2 separate regions of the Sus scrofa genome follow, and region 2 is linked to region 1. A link is a contact called in public Hi-C data. All regions are on one chromosome and are shown on one strand. Each heading gives the region's core, a stretch centred on a gene start, on an enhancer-like site or on the middle of the called end of the contact. The rest is flanking DNA. Distances are from core to core; before and after follow the strand shown.

Evidence for each region. Hi-C and Micro-C count contacts between places; a contact is called where the count stands out from the background.
Region 2: a contact with region 1 is called in a Hi-C map of liver, with 3 times the contacts expected there. The contact joins the enhancer-like site here to the promoter of NRL in region 1. A contact is called at or near these places in 5 of 47 Hi-C or Micro-C datasets (liver and skeletal muscle) and 2 of 2 datasets of contacts at active chromatin or transcription factors (alveolar macrophages and skeletal muscle).

What each region holds. Positions count from the first base shown.
Region 1 is chr7:75,196,454-75,202,570 of Sscrofa11.1, reverse strand. It overlaps NRL (neural retina-specific leucine zipper protein), which reads right to left and starts at 3,523. Exons shown (of 4, transcript XM_001925854.4): 1 at 3,296-3,523. The coding sequence starts at 3,375. PCK2 (phosphoenolpyruvate carboxykinase 2, mitochondrial) reads left to right here and starts at 4,958. Exons shown (of 10, transcript NM_001161753.1): 1 at 4,958-5,161. The coding sequence starts at 5,133.
Region 2 is chr7:75,262,509-75,268,625 of Sscrofa11.1, reverse strand. No RefSeq gene overlaps it. Among named protein-coding and RNA genes, the nearest start is that of DHRS4, 10 kb to the right of the region's middle. Within about 2 kb of position 3,730, at least 20 of the 83 cell types and tissues checked have an H3K27ac peak or open chromatin away from gene starts, as enhancers often do. A contact at or near this core is called in liver and skeletal muscle, where this site is marked.

The DNA of each region.
Region 1 (6,117 bases), core at 2,274-4,773:
GTTTAGAACCCAAAAGAGTGTCCATTAAGATGCAGGTTCCATCCCTGGCCTCACTCATTGGATCAGGCGATGCCTCAAGCTGAGGCAGAGGTTGCAGATGTGGCTCAGATCCAATGTTACCACGGCTGTGGTGCAGGCCAGCAGCTGCAGCTCCAATTCAACCCCTAGCCCAGGAACTTCCATATGCCACTAGCGTGGCCTTTGAAAAAATAAATTAGAGAGTTCCCTTTGTGACTCAGCAGTTAACGAACCTGACTAGGATCCATGAGGACGCGGGTTTGATTCCTGGCCTCGCTCAGTGAGTTAAGGATCCAGTGTTGCCATGACCTGTGGTGTAGGTCACAGACACAGCTCAGATCCTGTGTGGCTGTGGCTGCAGCTGTGGCATAGGCCGACAGCTTCAGATCCAATTCGACCCCTAGCCTGGGAATTTCCATATGCCACAGGTGCAGCCCTAAAAATAATAATCATAATTAAATAATCAATTTAATTAAAGCCAAATTTGAACTGAAATTTGAACCAAATTCCAGACCATTATGTATATATTTGTCAAGGTAGAATAGAACATTTTATTTAAAGTTTGTTAGCTTGAGTCATACATTTAAAATATTTAAGCACAAGGTTTGTGAGCCTCTATTTGTACTCTTGACCCAGGGCCTTCATATGTTAGGAATGGGACTACATAAAAACAAACCATTATAATGTAATGGATGCTAACGCAGGAGAAGTGCATGGGCCATGAGACTTTATTTCATGAGACCTAATCTAATGTGAGGGCAGAGGAGAAGGTGGTGATAGGGCTGAGTAGGCACAGGTGGTCGTGGAAGTCCCAATAGGGGATCATAGATAAAGAGGGAAACCTGGGGGATGTTGGGAGACCACTGTAAGTTCAGGAAAACTATCAAAATAAGGCAGGCTTGCTTGACAAGTGGAGATGTGAGAATTGCCTCCAGTCATTGGGTGGGGGATGGGATGAGGCCTGCTTTCAAATTCAGACCAAGGGCAGAGTTTGAAGAGCGCCCTTCAGCTGATTTGAATACACACCTTACTCAATACTAAGGAGGAGCTACTACTCCCAGAAAGGAAGAGGCGGGCCTTTCCAAATCCCCATGTCCCTTGGATGATAAAACTGTGGTCCACCAGGTCCTGGGCAGAGCTTCCTTTTCTTCCCCGCTTGCATCTCTTACAAGCATCCTATCCTAATAAATCTGTTTCTCACGTATCACTTTGTCTCTCACCAAATTCCTCTGCACGGAGGCATAAAGGACCTGAGCCTTGGTGAGTCCAGACACAGGGTGAGTAACTCAAATTTAAAACCATGGGTTTTGAGTTCCTGTTGTGGCTCAGTGGTTAACGAATCCGAATAGGAACAATGAGGTTACGGGTTTGATCCCTGGCCTTGCTCAGTCGGTTAATGATCCGGCGTTGCCGTGAGCTGTGGTATAGGTTGCAGACGCGGCTCAGATCCCTCATTGCTGTGGCTGTGGCATAAGCTGGTGGCTACAGCTCCAATTAGACCCCTAGCCTGGGAACCTCCATATGCCATGGGAGCGGCCCTAGAAAAGGCAAAAAGACAAAAAATTAAAAAAAAAAAAAAAACGTGGGTTTAAATCCCCATCTGGTTTTAGGTTGGGTTCAAGTTCCAGCAGGCAGGTTCAAGTCCCAATCTGGGCTTTGGCTGGGTTCAAGTCCCAGTTTGGGTTCTGGCTAGGTTCAGGCCACTAGTGCTGTCAGTTTCAGTGCCACTGTGGGGACAGCTTGCCTAAGGAAGTCACATTAAACTGAGACTGGTCGGGGGAATAAGAAGCAACGGTGCCTGGAAGTGTGGAGAACATGGAGATTCCAAGCTGCGGGAATAATACATGCAAAGGCTCTGAGCAGGGAAGAGGTAGACACATTAATGAAACTGAAAACACTAATGTAGCCAGAGAGCAGCGACTAAGGAAAGGGGGAAGAATGACGGCAGGTGAGGGCTAGGGTGGAGAAGTCAAGCAGGGGCCAGATCCTACAGAGCCTTGTAGGCCAAGTTTAGTGTGTGGGCTCTACCCCAAGAGCTGTGAGAAGCTACTAAATATTTTTCAGCAGGGATGTGGAATGATCAGATTGAGTTAGAAAAGATCACTTTGGGAGTTCCCGTTGTTGCTCAGCACTAATGAACCTGACTAGTATCCATGAGGATGAGAGTTCAATCCCTGGCCTCTCTCAGCAGGTTAAGGAACTGGCATTGCTGTGAGCTGTGGTGTAGGTCACAGACACTGCTCAGATCTGGCATGGCTGTGGCTGTGGCTGGCAGATGCCACTCTGATTTGACCCCTAGCCTGGGAACTTCCATATGCCATGGGTGTGGCCCTAAAAAGACAAAAGAAAGAAAGGATGAAAGGAAGGAGACGAAAGGATGGAAGGAAGAAGGAGAAGGAAAGAAGGAGGGAGGGAGAAGGAAGGAAGGAAGGAGAGGGGAGGGAGGAAGAAGAAGGGAGGGAGGAAGGAGAGGAAGGAAGGTCACTTTGGATCTAGTGTGGAAGAAGGTCAAAATGGAATCAGAGTCAAATTAGGGGGTTAATGCAGTATACAAGTTGAGAAGGGGGAATATCTTTAGTCGGAAACAAACTCCGAGATGGAAACTTGCATATAGGTGGTTTGTTGGGGGGCAAGGGGGAGAGTTAAAGTCAGTGAGAGAATCAGGACTGGATAAAGAGAAGAGTTGAGCACTACAACTAAACAGAGGCTCCTCCGGCTGACCCCACAGGAGCTCCAGAGCTGGGATGGACCTTCAGAGTGCCCCAAATTGAGGCCAGGGGGCCAGGCCTTTGGACCTCTGCATCAACCAGACATTGAATCCAAGATGCCCCAGGAAAGAGGGACTGCATTTGGCAAGACAGCTCCCTTCAGCCAAAGGGAGTGCTCAGGGAAATGCTCAGCCGTGAGCCAAGAGCAGCCAACACTCAGCAGCTGGGACGAGCATCTGATCCTGAAGGTGGATCTGGGCAGCACTCCACAGCATCCACAGCATCCACAGCATCCACAGCAGAGGGTCTGCGAGCAGGCCAAGGCCAAGGCCCAGAGGGCCCTGGGGAAGAGAAAATGCAGACCAAGGCAAGACTGGTCACACCCTGCCCCCTGGTGGTGTGCTGCAGGATCACAGACGAGATGATGACCTTCAGTAGAATGACAATGATGCCACCAATATGCACATTTTTAGGCCCAGAGGGTGACTAAAGAGGCAGCCGTTTGCAGTGGAGGAGGTACAGACAGAGTTTGGATATAGGGACTGAAGGGAAGTGTCCCAAATACTTACACATGAGGTCGAGTGCCTGGGTGGAAAAGATGAAGACCAGCAGCAAGCCCAAGGCTGGCAGCCAGCTCTTCTCGTCCCATTATGTTCCAGCAGAGAACTCTAAAAAGTCTGAGAATCAGGATTGTTTCTGCTGTAAATGGCAAAAAGCCACTTAAAATTAGCTTGAGGAAGAGAAATTTATGGAGTTCCCTGGTAGCCTAGGGGTTAAGGATTAGGCATTATCACTGCTGTGGCATTGGGTTCAATCCCTTGCCCTGGAACTTCTGCATGCTGCAGGCACAGCCAAAAAAAAAAAAAAAAAAAAAAAAAAAAAGGTGAGGGCGGGGAGAGGGAGGGAGAGAGAAGAAAAAATTTATTGGCTCCTAAACCTGGAATCAGGAATTTCATGATCTCCATCCCTTTGCCTGCTTCCTCTAGGCTTCCTTCCTTCTCAGGCAGGTTTCTGCTTTGCAGGGCCAAGCTGACATCCAGCAGCATCAGGCTTTGGTTCCACCAGCCCAGCAACCCCAGCAGAAAGAGAGCTCATTTTGAAAGCGGACAGAAGAAGCCCCAGAGAGGGACCTAATGCCCATCCGTGAACATTCCCAATGGCTGTGGCCAGAGCTCAGAACACATGAATTGGCCAAGCTGAGAGCTCACCCCCAAGAGACCCCCATGACCACACAGGCCCAGGAGGTGGTCCCCCAAAGGAACATCAAGATGTTATTATCAGAAAGGGAGAGTGGATGCTGGGCAGATGCTTACCATTGCCACGTTGAATTTGAGGTGCTATGGCATTTAGGGTCTCAAGTTGAAGAGAGATGTCTGGATGGAGACATAACTTGAGAAATCACCAGAGGGAGTTCTGGTCGTGTCGCAGTGGAAACAAATCTGACTAGGAACGATGAGGTTGCAGGTTCGATCCCTGGCCTCTCTCAGTGAGTCAAAGATTCAGCGTTGTCATGAGCTGTGGTGTAGGTCAAAGACGCGGCTCAGATCTGGTGTTGCTGTGGCTGTGTTGTAGGCCGGCAGCTGTAGCTCCAGTTAGACCCCTAGCCTGGGAACTTCCATGTGCTGCAGGTGCAGCTCTAAAAAGACAAAAAGACAAAAAAAAAAAAAAAAAGACGAAAGAAGGAAAAAAGAAATCACCAGAGGACTTCATTGTGGTGGCTGGGTGGGACAGATGCATTATCCAGGGGAATGTGGAGAGAATGACCAGGGCAGAAGCCAATGAAGAGATTCCAAGGTGGAGAGATACCACCACTTCATGGTTGGGCAGAAAGGAGCCCTAATCATGGGGAGAAGGAACAAAGATGTGGGAGTTGGGGACTGAGGAAACCTTAACGTTAGGGCCCTGGGCAACAGAAGAATCTGGGCTCCCAGTGCCCAGGCCCGAGGAAGAAGGGGGAATGGTAATGCCCAGCCCCCAGCTTTTAGACTTCCAACCCCCCATGGGTTCTGGCCTCTGGTATCGCCCCTTGTTCCTAGTTTACTCGCCACCCAATGTCTCCCTGTCGCTATCTCTCGGGAGCAAGAGTCCTCAAAGTTACATCATGTGCAGGGGGCGGGACTTCGGGGGAGAGGACCCAATTCTCCAATGGGAGACAAGGGTTTGGGGGCTAGGATGCAGGAGGTGGGGCTGTGGCTGGGAGGACCTGGGGCTAGAGCCCCGGGCGGAGAAAGGGTCGCGTTGGCCTGGGCAGGGTCCCGCCCCTGCGCCCGCCCCGCTCGTTTTTAAGCACCTCCCGCCCAGTCTGTGCTCCTGCTCACTGCGCCCGCGCTCGCCTCCTTCCCCGCCTTCCACATTTCCCCGGCTCTTCGGTTTTCGCGGCCACCCCGCAGCCGTCGCCCAGGTGCCATGGCCGCTATGTACCGCCCCGGCCTGCGGTGAGTGACCCCCCGGCCCCCCAGTCCGGGGCCGACCCGCACCTTCCGCTGCGCTCGCCCCCTCGGGGCTGCCAGTTGTGCTCATCTGCTCACCCGCCGCGTCTGGTTTCCCGTCCCCGGAGGAGGCGGGCAGGGGGCAAGTGTGTCTGGATTCCCGGCCTCTCGGGGTCGTGTGTCTCGCTGGAGATCGCGGCAACCTGAACCGCTCTGGGTCGCTCCTCGGTTTCCGTCGCCTCCTCCCTCTAGTCCCTGGCCACACCGTCTCTATCTGCCCCTCTCAGAACTTCCTTTCCCCTCCTCACTGGGCCGTCTCCGTGTCTCCTCCTTTGCTTTACAGATGTAACTCTTGTGCCCCGGGTTGGGCGAGGAGCACTAGGGCACTGGGGACAAGGGTGCATGAGCCCCTGGGGATTGAGCTCCCTGAGAAAGGTAGAAGGTAAACAGCCACTCCCCCCCCCCCACCCCCGTACTGGATCCTGGCCGACTGGAACCTGGCGGAAAGCCCAGCAGCCAGAGGGACCTGGGGGGCGCCAGGGCCCCTGGGTGGAGGAGGGGGCCAAGTTGCTTTCATTCTTACAGGGCTGGCTTCCTGCCCTGCCCAGGATGAGCCCCTAGGCCCCACTTGCCTGCCCTCTCCCCCTTTTCACAGCTTCCTGTCTTTCCCTCCCTTCTCAGTTTAGTCCCAGGGTCTGAGCAGACCCCCTCTCCCTCCCACAGCTGGTTCCACTTGGCCAACCCTTGTGGGTGGTCTCTGGAGCAGAGGAAGAGGAGAAGGTCCCCCTCAGGGGACTGGAGGAGAGTGGGGGAGCCAGCCTCCCCCTGGAGGGAGGTTTTCCCCAACACTGTGCCTTTAGAATTAAGGCTCTGGGAGAACTTCTCTCTGAGGTGGAGGAGACTCAGGTCCCAGGAGCCTTGCTCGTCTGGCCCTGGGGCCACATTGAGATTCCACGCTGCCC
Region 2 (6,117 bases), core at 2,481-4,980, 66 kb before region 1:
TGTAGGATCAGAGCCACCTCTGTGACCTACGTCAGAGCTGACGGCAACGCTGGATCCTTAATTCCCTGAGCAAGGCCAGGGATCAAATCTGCATCCTTGTAGATACTAGTCAGATTTGTTTCTGCTGAGCCATGGTGGGAACTCCTCATTCCCTGTTTTAAATTCCCTCTCTAAAATGCCCAGGATGATTTTGTTGTGCTTGGTAAGAAGCATATGGCAATGAGTAAGAAAGGCTCATTTCCAGTGTCATGGAGCTCGGAATCTATCAGAGAAAACAAATGTTACATAAACAATCAGTAGCGTGATGAGTACCTGAAAAGAGAAGTCTATGAGAACATGTAGCAGAGAGACCTAATCTAGAATAAGAATGAATTTTAGAGTTCCATGGGTGACACTAGAGACCACAAGTCAATGTGTCTTTATGCAAACATAATTCCACCAGCTGTAGTTGCATCACAGCAGGTTTTAAGGCTGCCTTCCTGGATCTGGCAGGGAAGAAAGGAAGGGTCCTTAGCCAAAGAGGGAAGTTAGGGGTTTCAAGCAGAATTCAGTGCACAGAAGTGGCAGAGGAGCAGAGAAGTTATTCTGGCAGCCTGCAGGAGTCCAAGAAAATTAGGCTCTACCTGGTTCAGGCAGGGGAGAAACCAGAATCTTGGAAGAACGTATCGTCCTCCTGGCAACCATCAAAACTCGAGAGTCAAATGTCCAGGCCAAGCCTGACTCAGAGAAAATCCCTTCCCAGAGATTTAAGCTCCAACAGTCCAGTATTTCCCCCCTCACCAACACCACGTGGTGGGGAATGGGGCCAGGCAGGCCAGCTAGCTGCTGGCTCTTTTGACCTAACAGGTTTCTGCTCATGTCTTGATGAGCTCAGGGTGCCCTTATCCCCTCCATCTACCCTGCATCCTGAAGAAGTCCAGATTTACTCAACAGCTTGATTCCTCTTGCCAAATCATAAAACTCTGGATTTATATATCACATGGAATAAGCATACTCGGAGTTCCCGTCGTGGCGCAGTGGTTAACGAATCCGACTAGGAACCATGAGGTCGCGGGTTCGGTCCCTGCCCTTGCTCAGTGGGTTAACGATCCGGCGTTGCCGTGAGCTGTGGTGTAGGTCCCAGACGCGGCTCGGATCCCGCGTTGCTGTGGCTCTGGCGTAGGCCGGTGGCTACAGCTCCGATTCAACCCCTAGCCTGGGAATCTCCATATGCCGCGGGAGCGGCCCAAGAAATAGCAACAACAACAAAAAAGACAAAAGACAAAAAAAAAAAAAAAGCATACTCTCTTCACTTTTGCCCCTTAAATCACTGTTTACTAGATCTGCCCCTTAAATCACTGTTTACCAGATCTAATGTGTGTGTTTTTAGGAGTTCCCATTGTGGCTCAGTGGGTTGAGTTTCCGGCATTGTCACAGCTGTGGCATGGGTTCGATCTCTGGCCTGGGGACTTCTTCATGCTGTGGGCGTGGCCAGATAATTCATTAATTAATTTTTAAAAGTAAAAAAATAAAGCGTAGTTTTTTGTTTGTTTGTCTTTTTAGGGCTGCACCCACGGCATGTGGAAGTTCCCAGGTTACGCATCTAATTGAAGCTGTAGTTGCTGGCCTACACTGCAGCCACAGCAATGCAGGATCTGAGCTGTGTCGGCAAACCTACACCACAGCTCATGGCAATGCCAGATCCTTAACCCACTGAGCAGGGCCAGGGATCCTCATGGATACTATTCCGGTTCATTATTGCTGAGCCACTATGGGAACTCCTACAATGTGGTTTTTAAATGGGGGTTTCCTATTCTATACTATAGGGAAAGTCATTGCTCAAATGCACAGGCATTCTGAGACACCCTGCCTTTCAGGAGCTCCCCAGTGCAGAAGGAGAGAGCGTGGAGTTTGAGGGTCTGCTCCTCCCTCCCAGCTCACTGCCCACTTGAGGTCAATACTAGAACGTGGCAGGTCTAAAAACATTATAACTCCACCTACTACCACCCACAGGCTCCAGCCTCTCCTTCCAACTCCAGTTATTCCTCACCATCAAAACTCAGGACTCAAGAAGTCATTATGGGGAGTTCCCTTCATGACTCAGTAGTTAACGAAAATGACTAGGATCCATGAGGAAGTGGGTTCAATCCCTGGCCTCACTCAGTGGGTTGTTGTGAGCTGTGGTGTAGGTTGCGGGTTCGGCCCCTGCCCTTACTCAGTGGGTTAACGATCCGGCGTTGCCGTGAGCTGTGGTGTAGGTTGCAGACGCGGCTCGGATCCTGCGTTGCTGTGGCTCTGGCATAGGCCAGTGGCTGCAGCTCCGATTGGACCCCTAGCCTGGGAACTTCCATATGCTGCGGGAGCGGCCCAAAGAAATAGCAAAAAGACAAAAAAAAAAGTAAAAAAATAATAATTAATTAATTAATTAATTTAAAAAACACAGAATACTGGTGCACCATGAGCCAGATCTCCCCATATTACCCATCACCAGGCCTCAGAGGAGCCACGCACCCCACCCTGGACGTCAGACAGAGAAGCCCAAATGTAGGAGAAGCTCCTCATGGCTGGAAGTGAGCAGAACTTCCCCTGGAGACAGAGCCCAAAGACCTCTCTTTGCCTAACTTTCCAGGAACAGCAGGTCAGACCGACACTGAGGATGAAACTGAGCTCCCCACTCCCTTTCTCTTCCACCCCTGCTCTGCTCCCAAGAGTCCAAGGTCTCTCCCACCCACCCCCATATGAACACCCCCTTCTTGTTGGACTTCAGAGTCTCACCAGCAGTCCAAGCTTGCTGCTCCCCGTTGGGAATCAGCATGTACTGCTTCCCCCCACCCCGGGGTCTTAGCTCAGCCTCTGGATGAGGGGGGGCCAGCGCTCCTCCATGGTCTCAGAGCCTATGAGATCTCACTGCCCATTTCAGGCTGGGTCCCACTGGGTCCTGAGCCCCCTGTGGCCCTCAGACTGGTCAGCCAGGAACTTGGATCATCAACATTTGGGGTCAGGGGTATCATACTGATATTCCCACACCCCAAACCCACATGAAATTGATGTAGTCTCAAAAGCCAAAGGTTTCAGTTCAGATGGGGAACAGGCCCATCCAGTGAGGAGAAAAAGTGTTGTCTGTGATCTGGACCTCCTGCCCGGAGTAACAACCAGAAAGCAATGGAATGAATACAGAATCAGGTGAGAAGGAATGGGCTGGTGCTGAGGGTCCTTCAACCTGACCTTGAGGCCCCGCCACCCCCCCACCCCCCGATCAGCACACACACACACACACATACCCCGCTGAAGTACATCTTTGGGGGCGACTAGAATATCACATCTACCAGAAAGCCTGGCTCTTCTCCGGAACAGTACTACAGACCCTATGGGTTCTTAATTCGCAGCCATCTTCATCCTAAACTTGGTGAACAGAAGTTACCATCCTTTTTGCTTAATCATTCCATTGGAGTTTCGACATTGTTTTGCTGTTTCCTAACTATGGAACCGATCTTACATTGTGTACCGACAAATAAGGATCTTCAACGGATGCCAGGATGGCAGGGCTCCCAAGGTTTCCTGGGAAAATGAGGGTGTTTCCCTCTCCTCTGTACTACCTTCCAGAACTCCCCTCCTGTGTACTTTGGGAATTTTCCTCTCTGCCTTCCGCTCCCGGCCTCCAATCGATTCTGGCAGCCAGGCCTGCCCCAGGATCCACGCAGATCTGGCCGAAAGAGACTCGCCTGACCTCTCACCTAGGTCTCATTGGTTGTAGTGAGTGGGTGATGTGTTCTCTTCCCTTCCTTTAACTGCACATCTCTGGGAGTCAGTGCAGAGCCATGCTAAGCACTCCCCTCTCCCCGTCTAAGCCAAGCCTAGGGCCAGAGTTCTGGGATGACTACCCTGCCATGCAGTCAGGATGCCATCTGGCTCTGCTACAAGGCGAATGTGGTCTTCCAACTACTGCTAATCTGCAAAAAATTGATAATCAACCACCATGACCTTTAAACCACATTTATCAACCTTAGCAAAGGGAAATCTGGACTTTGAAAGCTGTTTGGCAGACTTGACTGCCTAAAGAAGTTCAAAGAACAGCCTAGCCAATTGTGTCAAAGTTGATGGCACTCTCTAGACCCCATGACTAATACATTTTTATTCAGTATATTTTAAGTTGCTGTGCTCAAGCAGGCAATAAGACCTAAAATCTGATCTGCAGTTCTCATTCTGGGGCGGCCAGGAAACTTTCTAGCTCAGTGAACCATACACAAATAGAGAAACAGTTCCATGTGGAATAGGACAGTGGCTTTCAATCTGTTTAGCTCCATAGTAAGAAATGCAGATTAAATGGCAACCCACTACACAGAGACAGACGTACAGACACACACACGCACGCGCGCTCACACACACACACACACAGAGCCTGACACATAACTGAAACAAAAGTTTCTTGAAACAATACTGCCTTAGAAGAAGATGCATATGAAAGAAATTTATTTGGAAATATTTCCAGGGAAAAGAGTTAGAAGAAGAGGGGAGTTGGGCCAGGAAGGGGGCGAACAGGGGTGCACTATTCAAGCCGAATCACACGGAGGGTAATTTTGACTCACTCCCACAGAGGGCTTGGGGGGCACTGTGAGTCACACCTCAAAGTCACCTCCATGAGAGGGCAATAGAGCTGGAGTGTGTATATCCCCGTCCCCAAGAGTCATGGCCAAGAGCTGCAGAGGGAAGGAAGGGACACAAATTCTGAGGCCTCTCTTGATCTCCCGCACCTTCCAACAACATGCTGGGGCTGGGAGGAAAGAACTGGCCCTGGAATTCAGGTGCGCACAGAGGTGAGGGAATCCCAGGTGATGTGGGCGGAGAAGGGGCAGCACCTGTTATAAACATCGTAGCCATGAGGGATTGACTGTGATGTTTTCTATTCTGGTTTGGAACTGTTTCTTTAACTTGTTGGCCATGGATTAGAATCTCAGGGCAGGCACTCATGAGCTGTTATTTAACCTACTTGAGGTTTTTCCCTCATTCCTAAAATGGGAATAATAATATCAATTTTGCTCATTGTGGTGAATAAATGTACCCTCAAAATGCCTGGGAAAAGTAATACAAAAATTTCTGTATGCTCTTGACTGTAGTCAAGCTGTGCATGCATAAAAGCAAAGTGGGGAGTTCCCGTTGCGGCTCAGCAGGTTAAGAACCTGACATAGAGTCCTGAGAATTCAGGTTTGATCCCTGGCCTCCCTGAGTGGGTTAAAGATCTGGCGTTGCTATAAGCTGTGGCATTGTATGTCGCAGATGCAGCTCGGATCCCGCTAACATTTTCCTGTAGTTATTTAATGTGTGTGTGTGTGTGTGTGTGTGTGTGTGTGTGCGCGTGTGTGTTAAAATCTTTGGGCCACGGAGTTCCCGTCTTGGCGCAGTGGTTAACAAATCCGACTAGGAACCATGAGGTTGCAGGTTCGATCCCTGCCCTTGCTCAGTGGGTTAGGGATCCAGTGTTGCCATGAGCCGTGGCGTAGGTTGCAGACGCAGCTCAGATCCTGTGTTGCTGTGGCTGTGGCATAGGCCAGCGGCTACAGCTCCGATTGGACCCCTAGCCTGGGAACCTCCATATGCCGCAGGAGCAGCCCTAGAAAAAGGCAGAAAGACAATAAATAAATTAATTAATTAAATTAAATTAAATTAAATCTTTGAGCCATCTGATATTTGCTCTTATATGGAAAGTGAGATAGTGATCCAAGTTAATTTTTTCCCCAAATGGTTAATCAGTCATCTAAGTTCTGTTTGAGTTATCTGGTCATGCCTTGATTGTATTTATTATTCCCATACGCATTCAAGCCTATTTCTGGATTCCGTTTCATTCCATTGATTTGTCTATCTGTTTCCAAGGGAGGATTTTAATAGATATCGCAAAGAGGAAAAAGGAAAATGGAAAAAGTTCCATAAAATAATTTTAAATAGAACAGCATGGCAATTCAGGGGAGGGAGAGAGTATTTTTAGTTGGGGGTGATCTGGAAAAGCTTCGTGAAAGAGGGACATTTAAGACAAAGCTTGAACGATGAGCAACATTTGTTAAGAGAACAAAGAGCAACGGCACGGAGGCAGGAGGTGGGGAACATTTGTGTGGATGCCTGTTGTGTTTCTGCAAAGAAGCCCGT